Regions from separate parts of the Mus musculus genome. Here regions 2 and 3 are each linked to region 1. A link is a contact called in public HiChIP or PLAC-seq and promoter capture Hi-C data. All regions are on one chromosome and are shown on one strand. The core of a region is the stretch at or near the end of the contact, and the rest is flanking DNA. Distances in the headings are between cores, read along the strand shown. Region 1 holds the start of 4930412F09Rik (a long non-coding RNA gene). Region 2 holds the start of Irf5 (interferon regulatory factor 5). Region 3 holds the start of Tspan33 (tetraspanin 33).

Region 1 (3,657 bases), core at 318-2,817:
ATGGCCCAGGCGAGACTCAAACAAGTCCCAAGGGACACATGGCTAAGAAGTAAGTTAGAATGACTCAAACTCTGCCCAATCTAGGTTTACAGCCGGCAAATAAAATACCAGGATTTTATGTCTTTTGTACAGGTTAGGTCAAATAATATAAGTCACTTTACAACGAGAGAGAGAAAGAGAGAGAGAGAGAGAGAGAGAGGGAGAGAGAGAGAGGCGTGTGGAGGTTGGGGGGACAACCTGCTGGGGTCAGCTCTCTCCTTCCATCATGTAGGCCCTGGGGATAGAACTCAGATCATCAGGCAACAAGCCCCTTTTTCTACCTTTACTACAGAGCCATCTCGACACCCCTTTTGTTTTGTTTGTTTGTTTGTTTGTTTGTTTGTTTGTTTGTTGTCCCCAGACCCAGTTCTGCTAAGGTTTCTGCTGTTTTTAATGGCAGGGTCATTAGCTACATGCTAGTGCTTTGGTTGTGCTATTTCATTAAGTCACCTATTAAATAATTGGCGTAAGGTTCTATATCTTCAGACTAAAACAGCTCAAAGAGAAGGAATTCAGAACGGAAATGCAATCGTCCAGTGGTGATACCAAGTATTTTTTAAAAAGATTTTCGAGTCAGGAAAGTAAAAGCTTAATATGTCAATTGATAGCTTGGTCATCAGTTCAACAAACATTTCTCTTCTCCTATGTGCCAGATCCTATGAAGGACTGAGGATATATCAGTGAATATTCTAAAGTCTTTACTTTACTGAAGTGTAAGTCTAATGATTTAAACTCTCTATGCAGACTGCAAAGAAGCAACCATGCAGATCGTTTATAATGTGACAGGTGCTTTGGAAAAAAAAATCAGAAAGGGGAAATAGAATGTGAGTGGGAGGTTTAGATAGTGTAATTTAGGGAGGTGCTCAGCAGAGGTTATGGCTATTCAATAGACATTTCAAAGGAGTCAGGGGACGTATCATGTGATTGCTGCTCCCAGCATCCTGGGTCTCATTTTACATAGCCTCCCGTTAGGAAAACATTACTTGTAACTTTCTCTAGTAAGATAAATCACAAGAAGAAGGCAATTCAAACTGAGTCAGGTGACAAATAGTTTAAAATATTGACACTGTGTATCTCAGGGAAAACAGAACCTAGGTGGAACCTGGTGGGTTTTTTTTTTTTTTTTAATTGAGTGTGCTGTGTAAGAGGCACTGGCTTCATTCTGCTGGAACTATTTTGGAAAAAAAGCTACAAGGAGACATGTGTTAGCTGATTAAAGATGAAGCTTGTTCTTAGCATCGTTGCCATTATGATTAGTGTGTGTGTTCCATGGAGAAGGCAGAGCAGGCACGGAGGTATTAGAATGTGTGCAAGTCAGAAGACAGTTTTGTGGAATTAGTTTTAGGTTTGGAACTCACGTTTCCAGCCTTGGACAGCAATCACCTTTACCTGCTGAGCCAGCTTACCTGTCTTTTAGGTTGGTGTTGCTTTGTTTTTAGGTATAAGACAACTGGATCACTTGACAGGAAAATTCTGGATGGGATGTGAGAGCCAGGGGGCCAGTCAGACTGGATGACTTTTAAGAGTCTGAAAGCTTTTGATTATGTGACCTTTAGGAATGGTAAAATTATGACATCATAAAACCGTTCATTCTATGGCCTTTCCATAGCAGAAAAAAAAAAGAAAGAAAGAAAGAAAGAAAGAAAGAAAGAAAGAAAGAAAGAAAGAAAGAGAGAGAGAGAAAGAACATAGCAGATAAGGCAGCTGTCTCCAAGAAAGGAAGGAAGGTAGAGTTCCATGGGTTGGCTTCCCGATTTACCCCTAAATATTTGGTCTTCCGAGCAAGTCACAGATTGGGTCTGTTGTAAGTGTGCTGTGTCAGAGACAGACAGGCACACCTGTGTCTTTACCTAATGTCAGAATTCATTAAGTAACCATAAACTCACAAACCACTTTGCTTGCTTTGGTTGGCTGCAATTTGCCAAGCAGTCTTGTATTCCCTTGATAGCTGGCTGCTGGCAAACACAGATTGTTTTATTACAATCTTAACTACTAATAAAAACTCTCAACTTTGTGCACATTGTGTGTCACGTGGTGACTCCATCCACCCATCCATCCATCTACCCACCCACAAATGTGAAGATTTCGGAATGGCTAGAAAAGGATCTAGAAGCTTCAGAGTTTGAGAAGTTTGGAGAGACCTTATCGGAGTGTTGTACCCTTCAGTTTTAGGAGTAAGTTATTTGTCAGTCTGCTTCAGGGTTGGTGCTCAACAGAAGGTGGTTTCTACATGGGCTACAAAATACAGAATCCTCCTTCTCCACACTTGCTCTTAAAATGCAGCTTAAAGCTCCTTTGTTAAATGGTGTCACCCAAGGAAAGAACAGCTAAAAAGTCACCATTTTACACAATATGGAGTAACTCAGAGCAGGGCACAGCTTTTCTGCCATAAACTCTTCCAAACCCAGGAACAACTTCTGCCATTAATTTTCAGGAGCCCATGGCTAAGGAGTCCAGTCAGTTACTCCGGAAACTGACCCAGTTTGGGGAAAGGTACCTGAGGATAAAATGGGTCTCTCCCCACTTCCTCTCTTTGTGGTCTTTGTGATTTCTTTTTCTCTGGTAGGTTGGGTTTGCCATTTTAACTTTTCACATTCCATTGTGATTTAGGCCAGGAACTCAGCTCCATTTTTCAACTTCTAGAGACTCAGTTTCCTTTCCCTTTCATGCTTTTTTTTTTTTTTCCATCCTCAGGAAACTCTCCATCGGTGCAAACCCAACAAGAATGACTTCTTTCCCACAATGTCTCAGAAAAAGAAGTTAAAACCAGAGCTGAAGCCAGTCTTCCCTATGAAACGGCTAGATGATCCTACCTTCAAGGGACAACAATGGTTTAGGTGAAGTGCTAGCTCTTATCGGGCCTGTTGTTTTCTGTTCTCTCCCTTGTGTATATTGCTGAATAATTTAGCAAGCACAAATAGAAGCTCAGGGAGACTTGGGATAAGGTTAGTTGGAAGAGAATGTGCTGGAGAAGTTTCCCCATGCAGTGTGGTTGTAAAGATGTCAGAACACATAAGACGTCCTTTGTGTTCCATGACATAAGTTTTGTCCTTAGCAGTAGGGCCTCACCATCAGGTATGGGAGACACAGTAGGACTGAGGCACAATGTGAACTCATAGAGACCATGGCAGCTTAGACAAGATCTTCCCAGGTTCAAGACAGAAGGGTCCCAGAACTGAGAGGGAGAAGCAGACACCAGGTTCTGGTTTCATAATCAAGGAACGATCTGCAATTGGTACCTGCTGGCAAAGGGAAAATTGTTTTGGTTTGTTTTGTTTTGTTTTTCAATGGAGTCTCATTAACTATATCAACCACATTTCAGGGTAGGCCCCATGCCCAGGAATTGTTGACCAACACAACAAAACAAATTTAATGGCATTTTTGTGGACTTTTTAACCTCTCCCTCCCTCTCTCCCTCCTTCCCTTCCTTCCTCTCTACGTTCCTTTTATTCTTTTTTCTTTCTTTCATTATTTCTGTTTTTTGTTTGTTTGTTTGTTTTGAGATATGCTTTCTCTGTATAGCCCTGGCTACCTGGAAGTCATTCTTTAGACCAGGCTGGCCTTGAACTCACAGAGATCCACCTGCCTCTGCCTCCTGAGTGCTTGGATTAAAAGCAT
Region 2 (3,657 bases), core at 506-3,005, 1.4 Mb after region 1:
CCCATAGCTCACCCCAAGGTCATGAAGTCCCAGGAGAGGCTGCCTGGGCAGTCAGATCACTGAGAACTCCGGAGCTGGTGGGGAGAAGCTGCCATAACGGAAGGAATAAAGGCAGAGCTTCGAACCCCTCCTGTCTCTCGAATTGTCCCGTTCTAAACCCCACACCCAGTTCAAGGCAACATCCAGGGGTTACCTGCAGTAGGCATGAGCATAAATCCCGCCCTCTCCAGGTGAGCGACACACCCGGGGCCCTGCCCCTTCAGAGTGCACACAGGCTGAGATTCTGGGGCAGCAGGTGCGGCAGGAAGAACCCTCTCCCGGCTTCCTCCCAGGGGCAGGCTGGGGGAAGGCCAGAGTTCAAGGGAAAACCCCCGAAGGACTTTTAGTTAATAGGAGTGGTCTCCTACCTATCTCTTTCCTAGACTTTAGCCAGGAGCTTAGGGAGTAGAGAGGGCGAATGCTGTACTGTATCACACAGGTCCTCATGCGAGGCTTTTAGCCTCTCCAGCCTCCGTCAGCCCCGTCCACATCCTTTCTGGTCCTGATCACTTATCCTCACTTTGGAGTTCAGGCCAGGTCGTTCCCTCCTGATCATCCCGGCAGACTCCACCCGGGGCATAACGCGGAGGGAAGGGGGGTGGGGGTGGGAAGGAACCTGGGTCAGCCCCTGGAGTCATCGCGGGGTTACTGGCTTAGTGTCCGTTCCTGGTCCGCTCCTCTGGACCGGGACGTGTCCGCCTTGCTATGCCAGGAGGAGGCCAAGAAAGCCCCCACTTCCACCCCTGCTACTAGGTACCCGCTCTGGGTCCTCTGGAGGTTCGAGAGACACCTGGAGTCTGGGAGACATCTGCACCGAGGGCGAATACTGGCCCGGGACATCTCTCCGCCTGCGTTTCGGCCCAACTACACTTTCCCTTCACGTTCAGATTCTAAGTTGTTACTTCTTAAGTTTAGGGGCAGGCCGTCAAGAAACTAGACCAAGCATTAATCAGCCCCCGCCCCGATTCTTCTCAACAGCTAAGAATAAATCGTCGTCCCCTTTTGAGCTACGAGTCAAGGAGCAGAGCCTCTATTTGACAACGTCTCCCCTCAAACTCTATTCCCACAGATTCCTGTCCTTGGCTTTAAGATCCTTGGGAGGGATCGCTGCTTGACACCTCAACCTCTTTAGTCGAAAAAGTGAGGTGTGGCCGGGGAGGAGAGACGAGCTGTGTGCCGACAGGGTCGGGGTCGGAAACTCGCTCCTCCCTGGTCCCCGCCAGACTGTGACAGGGCGCTTGGCATCCTTGACCCTGGCGAGGCGCAGTGGGGATGTCCACTGGGCCCTTGGGACTTTCCCCGAGCATGCGAACGTTGGCGGCCGGAGCCCGGCACTCCGAGCTGGCCTGGTGCGGAGCGCCTTGGAGCCATTCGCGCTGGCCCGGCGCCGCCTTCGATCATCGCCCACCGCGGAGGAGCGGGATCCCGACCCCGCTGGCCCCGTTGGCAGGTGCCCGGGGCGTGCAGGTCGCCGTGGGTCGGAGCCGTGGCTTGGCTGAAGCCCGGGGCTGTTCCCACCGCCCTCGGGGCGAGGAGCCCAACACAGCCCACAGCCCCGGGACCTACCTGTTTGCTGTGCGCCCGCGGGGAGCCTGGAGCCCCGGCCTGGCGCTGCGGCCGAGCTGAGCTCTCGCCGAGCTGCACCGCCCGCGGGTCGCCCAGCCCGCCCCGCACTTCCGCATCGCGCCGCCCCCGCCCGGGGCAGCGCCCCGCCCCGCCCCTCGCCACCACCCCGCGCCCCGGGCCCCTACCCATCCACCGCCCACCGCGGGGAAGCCCGGGGCCTCCGCGAGACCGCAGACAGCTCGGCGCCCCTCGCCGGGCTCCTTTGGGAATCCGGGGAGACAGAGTCATCCATCACCCAGTCCCCAGATACCCTGTAGCCTGTCCTCACCTAGTCCGCGCCCGCCTGGAGCTGGAGATCCGCTGCGCGCGGGCGTCGATGGAGCCACACTCCAGGGCATTGGGAGACCCCTGAGAGCTCCCTTTCAACATACCTTGGGCCACTCTGTCTCCTCAGCCTTAACACTGGCCCTCCGGACCGCTCCAACTCACCATGTGACTGACAAGCCCACCTCTTCTTTTGCCCTTACCTTCACCGTGGTTTGGGTTTGCCCTTTGAGCGGGTTCCCACCCCCACCCCGACCTCCCGGTTCCATAAACGGGCCTTCCTGTCCGAGTCGATGCTGGCCTCAACTTCCACACATCCTGTTCATGTAGGAACATTATTCGCTGATTCTCACTCTTCAACTTTTGGGTCAGCATCATATTATTTGATAGTCTAAGTGTTTTTTCCAGGAAGGTCTACCCCTTCCTTGAGTCAGCTTTTGGTTTGTTGTGTTTTGGTGTAATTTGTTGATTGGTTTGGAGGAGGGGTGGAGACGACTTCCAGAGTCTTTCCGTTTGATTTTTCCATATGATTTTAACGTCTAATTTCCACTGAAATTCAGCTTAGTTGGGAACCAACCCTGTCTTGCATGGTTCATGATCTATAGTAATTTTTATTTTTATATTTGTATTTTACTGATAATGGAACCCAGGACCTTGCACATTCTAAGCAAGCACTGTGCTACTAAGTGCCTGCCTTCTCTGCCCTGTCATAATTCTAAAGGGTTATTGTATTTGTTTCTTGGGTTTTAACTCTTTTAAGGGTAAAAAGTTGTGTTGCCGGTGCTGGTCTCCAACTCCAGGAATCAAACGATTTTCCTGGCTCAGATGCCTTGAGTAGCTGAGATTTGGTGTAGCATCGCAGGCAGCTTAACTAAAGATATAAGCACATATATTTTAAATGTTTACCATCTTAATTCTTTTTAGTGATTTATTTTATTTTTTATGTATATGAGTATTTTGTCAGCATGCATGTGCATCGTGAACATGCAGTTCCTGCAGAGACCAGAAGAGGGCGCTGGATTCTCTGGAACTGGAGTTAGAGACTGTTGTGAGCGAGGGGGTGTGGGTGCTGAGATCTGAATCCAGGTCTACTGCAAGAACAGCAGATGCTCTTAACTACCAAGCTATCTCTTCGGTCCTAGAGATATTTTTAATACACAAATATTCTGAATGAATTGTTAAATTAAAATGTTATTACATTTATTTTGTGTGTACATCTGTGGGTACACATAAGCATGAGTATGTCAGAGGACAACTTCAGCCAGTTCTCTCCTTCATATGCCTGGCCCAGGGACTGAACTAAGGCTGTCAGGCTTGCCAGCCATCTTGTTTACCCCCCCCCCCCCCACACACACACCCCATTGTTCACTTTAGCTAGCAAGTAAAATATATACATTGTAGACATACTGTTTACCCTCTACATTTAAAGCCTTAGATTGCTGACAGATACCGTGGTATTAATTAATTAGAATTGTGGCTTCTTCCTTAACCTCTGCTGCCTTCCCAGGGATGTCTGGATTAGACTTCAATGAGCAGAGAGAATCCAGTGGGTTTGTTTTTGTTTTCCTTCTCTCTATATATCTCCCCCTCCTTTCACTGTAGCTGAATATAAAATGGAAATATATTATTTGTATCTGCTGAATATATTACCCTCTCATATATGCTAGGCACTCTATCACTGAGCCATGTGTCCTTCTGTTTCACATTTTTAAAATTAAAACTCTGGGT
Region 3 (3,657 bases), core at 567-3,066, 1.2 Mb after region 1:
TCCCTACACACATGCTGGCTCAATTGAAAATCACCAGCCCAAGCCTGCTAACCAGCTGGTGCCACGGGTGAAAATCCTGACTGTTGTTGCGATTTAACTTTCTCCTGTATAAAACCGTGGAAGTTCAGCAACTGCTGGATTTTCTAGTTCCAAAACCGAGACTGTGACAGAAGCCCAAAACTTCAATCTTCCCAAGAGTACAATGGCTGAGAGTGAGCGTCATCACCACCCTCTGGGATGTCTCTCATTTGTCCCAATAGGCTGGCACTTATGTACCCTGTGCCTGTGCTTCACACCAGGGCCCCTGTGAAACCTTTCCAGCAGTGGCCTTGGATCTGCCTTTTCCCAGGAGGCCGTTCAGGCCCACTATTATTCCCTCTGGCAAATCTGAACTATTGGTCTCAGGCTGAAAGAGGCAAAGATGATAGGCTTCTGGGCTGCAGCTTTGGTGCAGTAGAAGCTGGCAGAAGAATGGAGAGATGGGGAAGGACTTCCCCTTGTTATCAAATCCAGAGGGGCCCACGCACTCTCTGGCTATGAAACAGGACTCAGCTAGCATTCTCTAATGGGCTCCCCCTCCCCCTGAATTCTCAGCCCTCTCCTGCCATCCCCCAATACACTGCATTAGATTTTTGCTGGGAGGAAGGGCAGGCCTGTGGACTTGAACATATTTACCCAGATCAGTCAAATCAATAAGGATGGTAGAGAGGGGACGGAAATCCAGGTGTCAGGAGCTCGGGGTTAATATTGTTTACACTTTTCCACCCCAAACAAAAGATTCTGAAAGGAGCCATAGCTTCCAGCCCAACAACAACAACAACAACAACAACAAAATCCTATTTGAATCATCTGAAGCCTGTCAGCTCCAAGTAGAGAAGCTGGTCTTGAAGAAGGTAGGGCAAAGTTTAGGGCCATGCTGGGGTACACATCGGACCTGGAGACCATTCTTAACCCTTTTCAGCCCTGACAGGAGCAGACACCCGAGGCCTGCAAAAGGGACAGATATAGTCCCTTGACACAAGCCCCTGAGGAACTGGGGCGAAGGAAGGCTTGGGGTTTCTCTTCCTTCTCTCTCCCTCCACCCCCGCCCCGCGCCCCGTATGGCCAGTCGGGCCTTCCAGCCCCCAGGCCTGAAAGTCCCTAACCATGAAATATGCCCATGGGGCTGTCCAGCCAGCTCTTTCTTTCCCCAAACCCTTTTTATTTCATGGCCTGACACAGATCCTCATCCCTGCTAAAGCTTCATCCCTGGCAGCAAGGATGATTGCCCACCTCTTAACGTCCCCTTTTGACACGGCGCCACTGTGGTTTTCCTCCCCCGGAGAAATGCCCCCAAGTGTCACCAGCTCAGAAAACTACGAAGCACCACTCGACACGCTCCTGGGCACCGGGCAGCCCAGGCCAAACCTCCCAGCCTCAGGCAGCCCCCTCGGCGCTCCAGAGATGCCCGAGAGTCCGGGTGCCCCCTGACCCCCCGAATCTCACCCAGAAGAGCATGTTGAAGAAGAAGAGCAGGTATTTCACCAGCGGGCTGACGAAGGAGAACTCGTCCCCGTAGGCAGCCGGCACGCCAGGTCTCCGCGCCATGGTCCGCCGCTGCCCCCGGGGGGCCTATCTCCCAGCGGCCACCGGCCCACCTGTGCGCCCTGCAGCCCGGGGCGGGAGCCGCGGGGCCACGGGGACCCGAACGCCGGGGCAGCCGCGCCGCGCCGGGAGCCGCCCGAACCGTGCGTCGGGGAGCCGCGCGGCCAGGGAACGGCGCCGCCGCTGAAGCCGCGGCGGGCAGCGTGAGCAGCGGAGACTCCACCGCGGCCGCAGACCAGCTTGGCCCGCCCGGCTCTCAGGAAACCGGGCCCGCCCCCCGGACGGCCATTGGTGAGGCTGCCCGAGGCTGACTTCTCATTGGTCGGCGGCCCATGTCACTAAGCAGCCAGCCATCCCTCTCCTCCGAGAGGCGGGGGAGACACCTGTTCTGTGAGGGACAACTTGCTAAAGGGTCAGTGGTTCTGCTTCTGCCCGCCTAGACGGAAAGCCTGCAGGCTGCAGCTGCTTAAGGGAAAAAGAATGAGGAAAAGGAATGTTTCCTGCATCCCACACCCACGTCCTCTGCCCAGTTGCTGTGCACGCACGCAAACACACGTACGTTAAAATCAACAAGTACGCACTTTGTGTGTTGAGCAATTCGTTAAACGCTGTGGGAATAGAAAAGAAGGTTGATCCTCAGGGATCAAGACAATAAAATCAGAGTGACAAATGACAGGTACTAACAACCAGAAAGAGAAGAATAAATACCCCTGCTTAGCAATCAAATACTTTAAATGCTCGTTTTAAAAGCCTCATAACCTAACAGTGGAATTCTCAAACCATCCTTTTCTCTCATTACCGTCCAACCTCTCTATCCAAACCCTCTCAGAACGTTTGTTTACGTGGAGACACCGGTTTTTTGTTTTTAATTTTGTTTTGTTTTGTGTTTGGCATGTTAATAGGATATGCACAGATTGACTCCCAAGTACAATGTGGTGTACATTGTACTAGCTACACAAGTACGATTTTAACCTGGGGAGGAGTCTGATTTTGCCATCAATAGCGTGATTCCCCAAGCTACACTTTTTGTAACGTTGAGTGGGAAAACTGCAGCGTAAGGCATTGATCAAATAAGAATCTGTTAGTGCATGCAAATGACTTACACGGAGATGGCTGATAAGGGGGCTCACTAAAATGTGGTACTTTCACTCCTTTAAAAGATTCTTTTAAAATGTGTGTGTGTGTGAGTGTGTGTGTGTGTGTGTGTGTGTGTGTGTGTACCACTGTGCACACAGGTGCTGATGGAAGCCAGAAAAGGATGTCAGATCCCCAGGAACTGGAGTTACCGGGATTTGTGAGCTCCTTAAGTCAGTGCTGGGAACTGAACTTTGGTCCTCTGTAAGAGCAACAAGTGCTCTTAATAACTGAGCCATATCTCTAGCCCTGGTATTTTGTTTCAATAGGATTCAAAATCCAGTGTGGAAATACAATAACTGCATGAATAACTATTATGTAATTGGAAGAAGTTGAGCACCAGAAGGTGTCATGGCGGGAGAAACGAGGAGGATGAGATTTTAGAGACAGTGGGGACGTGAAATCCAGGTGGACACAAAAAGGTGTGTCGAAGCTTGGACAGATAAAAGCAAACCGCGTGTTGTGTGGAAACTAAGCCTATCACTTTTCCCGGCTTGGTGCAGCGGTGCCTGAGAATGCAGTATGTGTTCAACTGAATGGAGGCTGTAGAAGGACTTGAGATCAGATTACTGAGTTTGTGTTGAATTGATTTGGAAATAAGAGTTTTAGAGAAGGAAATGGGGTAAGATCGCTGTTTTCAGAGAGAGTTGGAAAGAGGCTGGAGAAAGTTTAATGGCAGCACTTAGGAGGAAGGGGCAGATGAATCTCTGGGAGTTCGAGGTAAACCTGGTCTACATTTGAGTTCTAAATCAGCCAGGGGCACACAATGAGATCCTATCAAACCAGAAGGAGAAGGAGAAGGAGAAGGAGAAGGAGAAGGAGAAGGAGAAGGAGAAGGAGAAGGAGAAGGAGAAAAGAAAATTTAAAAAATCCTAGTGCTATTATTCTGCTAAATGGTCATAGTGTTAGACAGCTTCCTAAGGTTTTTATCTTTATATC

Evidence for each region. Promoter capture Hi-C pulls out the DNA fragments that hold promoters and counts their contacts. HiChIP or PLAC-seq counts read pairs in DNA pulled down with a chosen protein or histone mark.
Region 2: an H3K27ac HiChIP or PLAC-seq map of bone marrow-derived dendritic cells shows a contact between it and region 1, with 4 times the contacts expected there. The contact joins the promoter of Irf5 here to the promoter of 4930412F09Rik in region 1. A contact is called at or near these places in 3 of 39 promoter capture datasets (hematopoietic stem and progenitor cells, liver and pre-B cells), 2 of 115 datasets of contacts at active chromatin or transcription factors (bone marrow-derived dendritic cells and large pre-B cells) and 2 of 9 other capture datasets (adipose tissue and liver).
Region 3: a contact with region 1 is called in a promoter capture Hi-C map of liver, with 6 times the contacts expected there. The contact joins the promoter of Tspan33 here to the promoter of 4930412F09Rik in region 1. A contact is called at or near these places in 5 of 39 promoter capture datasets (erythroid cells, hippocampal neurons, liver and 1 more), 1 of 115 datasets of contacts at active chromatin or transcription factors (bone marrow-derived dendritic cells) and 1 of 9 other capture datasets (liver).

What each region holds. Positions count from the first base shown.
Region 1 is chr6:30,901,472-30,905,128 of GRCm38.p6, reverse strand. 4930412F09Rik (a long non-coding RNA gene) reads right to left here and starts at 1,567. Exons shown (of 4, transcript XR_868928.3): 1 at 1,446-1,567. It overlaps Tsga13 (testis specific gene A13), which reads left to right. Exons shown (of 8, transcript NM_054073.2): 6 at 2,734-2,876.
Region 2 is chr6:29,524,723-29,528,379 of GRCm38.p6, reverse strand. Irf5 (interferon regulatory factor 5) reads right to left here and starts at 1,755. Exons shown (of 9, transcript NM_012057.4): 1 at 1,606-1,755.
Region 3 is chr6:29,692,373-29,696,029 of GRCm38.p6, reverse strand. It overlaps Tspan33 (tetraspanin 33), which reads right to left and starts at 1,816. Exons shown (of 8, transcript NM_146173.3): 1 at 1,486-1,816. The coding sequence starts at 1,587.